Regions from separate parts of the Mus musculus genome. Here region 1 is linked to region 2. The links are chromatin contacts, called in public promoter capture Hi-C maps. All regions are on one chromosome and are shown on one strand. Each heading gives the region's core, a stretch centred on a gene start, on an enhancer-like site or on the middle of the called end of the contact. The rest is flanking DNA. Distances are from core to core; before and after follow the strand shown.

Region 1 (2,837 bases), core at 189-2,688, 90 kb before region 2:
CTGAAACTGGCCTGAGCACTGGTGGCTAGAGACTGGCATGGGGCCATCTCTATAACCCAGCATTTAAGAGGAAGAGGTGGGCAGATGGGAAAGGTGAGGCCAGCTATTTGAGACATAGTGAGACCCTATCTACAAGCAAAAATGTTTAGAGGCTCATTATTGATTTTCAGGAAATTTGCAAGCTAGATGTTAGAAAGAATTGGTAGTTTGAAATTCGGCACAAGAGTCTTTACACAAGAGAGTCCAGCACAAGCCATTGGGGTTGCTCCTTATGGGACTGAATTGAATCACTCACTAGCATGCCATTGCAGAGATGTGACATCACACTAGCATGCCATTGCAGAGATGTGACATCACACTTAGATTTTTTTCTCTCCCATTTAAAAACAAAAAACAAAAAAACCCAAAAGCCTTATTCTTTTTTGTTGTTGTTGTTTTTTGTTTTGTTTTTGTTTTGTTTTGTTTTTCATTTTTCGAGACAGGGTTTCTCTGTATAACCCTGGCTATCCTGGAACTCACTTTGTAGACCAGGCTGGCCTCGAACTTAGGAATCTGCCTGCCTCTGGCCTCCCAAGTGCTGGGATTAAAGGCATGCGCCACCATGCCTGGCTCGCCTTATTCATTTTTGTGTGTATGAATGTTTTGCCTGAATGTGTGTGTGTATGCATACCATATGGATCCCTGGTGTCCTCAGAGGTCAGATGACAGAGTACACTTCTCTGTAACAGGAGTTACAGATGCTTATGAACAGCCATATAGATGCTTTCTTAATTACTGAGCTGTCTCTCCAGCCCCTTAGATTGCCATATAAGAGTTCAGTTTAATGTGACTAGGGATTTACTGTGTAATTGACAGTTACTTGAGCTTATCCATGCAACATGTCTCTAGCAATGGTTGCACACTAGGAATCATTGGGGAATTGGTGACCATGTGCATTTCAGGATTATATTCATTGGGGTGCTGGGGAGATGGCTCTGTAGTTAAAACACGTGTTGCTCCTCCAGAGGACTGGAGTTCAGTTTCTAGCACGTGCCTCGGGCAGCTCACGGCTGACGATAATGACTCTGCAGCACCGGAATGTCCCTGGAATAACCTCACACAGACACTACACACAGATAAAAGTGAATCTTAGAAAATATTATACTGCACAATTTTGTTTTTGTTGCCATGGGTGAAGACTAAGGTCTAGACTTTGCAGCCATTAAAAGGCAAGCACAAGCATATCAACAGTTTAAATAGTTTATATAGCAAGCTTCAGTTCATGAGCCAGGCTGGGCTACCCCACAGGCAGTTTAGGCTCTGCTGAGAGGGAAATGGGGAAAGCTTTGTTTTCAGAAGCAAGACAAGGAAAATATTTGATGGATTGAGGTGGAAAGTCTCTAGGTAGAAGGTAACGTTTCTGGGCGTTTGTTTGTGTTTGCACTGCTAAGATTTTCCAGGAACTTTCGTGTGCTGGCTGGGTAACTGCTCTATCACTGAGCTGCACTCCAGGGCCAGGGCGTGGGTGGTTTGGAATTAGCTTTAAGCTTCAGTTTGCCTTGTACCGTGAGTTCATTTTGGCTTGCTAAGTAGGAACTCAGATCCCGGGAGTTCATCTAAGCATAATGACCTCCCACTTAGCTTTATTTTTTTAAGATTCATTTATTTTATTTATATGAATACACTGTAGCAGTCAGACACACCAGAAGAGGGCTTTGGATACCATTACAGATGGTTGTGAACCACCATGTGGTTTCTGGGAATTGAATTCAGGACCTCTGGAAGAGCAGTCAGCGCTCTTAACCTCTGAGCCATCTCTCTAGCCCTCCCACTTTTTAACTCCAGTCTCTAAACTCCCCCAGGTGATCCCAATATGTGGCTAATTGCAAGCCACTGCACCAAAGTCTTCTGAAGTTGAAAAAACATCAACGGAAATGCAGCAAAAGGCTGTTGACATCAAGGGTAGCAAGGGGTTCCACATGAAATTAAGTCACTGTTGGGAGAGAAGGTACCACTGCCTGCAGATGATCTTACAAGCGTCTTGTGCCTCAAGTTCTTTCTTAGGGAAGCAGCTACTTATTATCTCGTTGCTGTTTCCATTGGAGGCTATGTGACTGTCATTATTCAGGGTAAAGCATATACAAAAGTAAAGGTTCAAAAATGTGGGCCAACAGGGGAACACGGGGTTAAAGAGACCCCAATCTTTGAAAATATAACTCATATTCCAGTGGAGTTCACTAAGATAATTACTCAAACTATTCAGCATGGAGTGAACTTTTGGCTATCTTTTTTAAAAAGTACCTTGCCAACTTATCTGTGGTCCCAGTTATCTATGGGTGGCTTTGGGTAGTTTGTCCTGGAGCCTAAAATCCTCTCTCAGTCAAGTAGAGTAGAATAGTTGCAATTTACTTTCTGATACAGAACAAATCTATCAATTTATTAGTGAACTGATGGTTCTTTTTCTCCTGAAAAAGTTTTAAAACTAAACTAGTGACTGACTGGCTGTGTTTCACACCTATAAGATAAAATGTTGTTGAGAAGTGACACAGCTTCTGGACAGACCCACTGTTTCAGGCTCCAGACATCTGGGCACCTTCCACGCCAGAGGAGAGGTGGCCACCTGGGAGGGCTGTGACCACTGCTAAACAAGTAAAAGTCCTTAAAGAGGAAACACAAAAATCCCTGAAAGAATTACAGGAAAACACAACCAAACAGGTAATGGAATTGAACAAAACCATCCAAGATCTAAAAATGGAAGTAGAAACAATAAAGAAAACCCAAAGTGAGACAACTCTGGAGATAGAAACCCTAGGAAAGAAATCAGGAACCATAGATGCAAGAATCAGCAACAGAATACA
Region 2 (2,805 bases), core at 283-2,782:
GCCTGGGAGCACGGAGGGTCACAGCCTAGCCTCTGTTGCATTTTCAGTGCTAACTTACTGCACCATTCATCTACCTCAACTCTGCATTGAGTATTCATTTGTTGTGTAGCATTGGAAAATTAGACAGCTTTGCATGCAAATATTCATTGCAGCTAGTCAGAGTTCAGGGTTGCTGGATCTGAAACACCATGAGTCCTGGACCATTGCCAAGATGCTGCTGCCCAGATGTCGCAAGACGGCAGGGCTTCCAGAGGCAGGTTCTGTGTGAGCTCCTGGCTGCCACTCACCTCCCTGCCTGTCCTTCATGTCTGCCACACCGAGGCCCACTAGGCTTTGCCTTTGGCCTTGTTGCATGATACACTGAACTCTTTGTCTCGTAGCAAGGCAAGCAGCACTGGAGGTGCAGGGCTCCATGCTGGGTGCCAGGGCCGCTAAGGCTGACCCTAGTCAACAGTGACCTGCTTCTGTGTGCACTCCAGGAGCCAGATCGTCTCCCTGTGGTTGGTGTTGGCAGCCCCATTACTCATAGGAGTGACTTTTGTGCTTGCGGGTGGCTGAGATTCAGCAGCTAAGGGTACAGGGATTCATCACTGCCCAAGCAGGGCTCTGTTTTGCTATCTTTCTTACCAATTTTGTGCTTTTAAAATCATCTTCCCATAAAACTTGCCTTTGGTTGGTTGGTTGGTTGGTTGGTTGGTTGGCTGGCTGTTTGGTTATTTGGTTTGGTTTGGTTTGGTTTGGTTTGGTTTGGTTTGGTTTGGTTTGGAGCTATTGTGGGCCTTACACTTGCATTTTCTACCAATATGTCACCCAGGACTGGTGATGGCCACAACCTTTCTCCTCAGGTTCCTGGATGCTGGGATTATAGGTGTGTGTGAGCATACTACTGCCACTTCTAACATCTCACCCAATTTCCCAAATAGCTAATCTAAATAAATGTTCAGTATCCATGAGTTCAGGGCTTATATGGCATCTTATAAAAATATAATTTATTCTGATTTTTTGTACAGATATGTTGGTTCACCAACCCGGGTGGAATACTAAGAACTGCATCAAGTGCACCTCCTGGGAGCAAGCTCCAGGAAGGCCCCCGGTCTCTGCCCACTGCCTAGGCTCACGGCCACTCTGTTGTGGCAGGACAGCCATCTGCAGCAGGGCATACTTCTAGAGGCTCTTCTCAGAGGAGAGAGTGGAGTTGGGGATGGGCAAAGGGGCTCAGGAAGCAGGGGAGGGATGAAGAGGAAGCACAAAGGCAAACTCTTACCTTTGACAGGACGCTTAAAAACTAGCCCCCGAGTGCCCTGCCAGGGAAGGGGGCTCAACTTCACAATGACAACATTATGAATTTCTCAGCTAGCTCTGCAGGAGTTTCAAAAGAACACTCTGGAAACACTCTTATGGTTATTCCCATGTGTCTTTCTACCTTTTAATGAGGTACTTACCTCTGATCCCCTGAGTGAGAAAGTACATGGGTCCCTATTTTATCTGTGTGGCATTTTTCCAAGCCATTATCAATATTCCTGTCCCCAGTGTGCCCAAGGCACACTGTGTTAAGTAATGTGTACCAAAGGCTGTGGCATAAGATTGCTCACTGGTGCTGCACATACCCTCTGGAAGCAATTTCCCAATAACCAGGAAGTACCTCCATGCAAAGAGGCCAGAAACCGGCGAGATCATTAGAAACCCTTGCTTAGAGAATGAAAGATCAGAGTGCCTGTTCTCTGATACTTACACAAAGAATTTGAATACGCTTGTGTCTAAGATGCCACATGTAAATTGTTATGGCAGAAACACTTTGTGGGGCAGATAGAAAAAGTGGTCTAATTGCTTTACATGTTTTTAAAGTATTTATTTATTTGTGTGTGTGTGTGTGTGTGTGTGTGTGTGTGTGTGTGTGTACATGTGTATGTATGTACGTGTGTACAGAGGCCTGTAAAGGCCAAAAGAAGGCTTCAGATCCCTGAAACTAGAGTTTCAGGCTGTTGTGAGCTGCCCAGCATGAGAACCAAGCTTGGTCTTCTGAAGAGCAGCAAGAAGCACTATTAACCAGTGAGCCATCTTTTTTATTTAACTTTTAAAAGAAAGGAGAGAGAGAGAGTGAGAGAGAGAGAGAGAGACAGAGACAGAGAGACAGAGAGACAGAGAGACAGAGAGACAGAGAGACAGAGAGACAGAGAGACAGAGAGACAGAGAGACAGAGAGACAGAGAGAGACAGAGACTCTGGGAGCCCTGTGGCTTTGCAACCTGAGTAGAAACTTAGGTAAAGCCGAGAGGGAACAGTAGAAGAGCTGCCTCTCTGAGATGTTCAAAGTATTCTCATTTCCCAGAGAAAGGGAACTTGGTCGTGTACATTCTAATCTGTGAAGATCATTTCTGTCTGACTGGTTTCCAGAATGACTTCAGTGTATCTCTGACCTGTGTGGTCTAAATGTCCCTTTCCAAGTGACGGTCCACTGAGGATGACCTTGTCTAGCTAACACAATTCACAGCACAGGTCATTGCTCCGATACAACAGTGACTTGATTGTTTGGAGGTTTGTCTTTGTCTTTTCTTTATTGTTCTTTCTGGAATTGAGATCAATTCATAAAATAAAATTAGCAAAAAGCAATTCATTGAAAAAGTTAATAGACATTGTTGAATATAAGTTTGTGACACCTTTGACTCCAAAGCTCCAAAATACTTCCTTTTGGCTGCCACAACATAAATGTATAACAAACACTGCTCTGCTAACCTAACAGAATAGGAATTTACGACTAAAAAAAAAAAATGACAATTTGTAAGAAATACTCTGCTCTACAGAGATA

Evidence for each region. Capture Hi-C pulls out chosen DNA fragments and counts their contacts.
Region 1: a promoter capture Hi-C map of adipose tissue shows a contact between it and region 2. The contact joins two enhancer-like sites. A contact is called at or near these places in 4 of 39 promoter capture datasets (the C10 cell line, liver and macrophages), 4 of 484 Hi-C or Micro-C datasets (the AML12 cell line, liver, nephron progenitors and 1 more) and 2 of 9 other capture datasets (adipose tissue and liver).

Annotation. Positions count from the first base shown.
Region 1 is chr3:10,172,517-10,175,353 of GRCm38.p6, reverse strand. No RefSeq gene overlaps it. Among named protein-coding and RNA genes, the nearest start is that of Pmp2, 10 kb to the left of the region's middle. Within about 2 kb of position 1,438, at least 19 of the 459 cell types and tissues checked have an H3K27ac peak or open chromatin away from gene starts, as enhancers often do. A contact at or near this core is called in adipose tissue and liver, where this site is marked.
Region 2 is chr3:10,083,073-10,085,877 of GRCm38.p6, reverse strand. No RefSeq gene overlaps it. Among named protein-coding and RNA genes, the nearest start is that of Gm33365, 20 kb to the right of the region's middle. Within about 2 kb of position 1,532, at least 20 of the 459 cell types and tissues checked have an H3K27ac peak or open chromatin away from gene starts, as enhancers often do. A contact at or near this core is called in adipose tissue and liver, where this site is marked.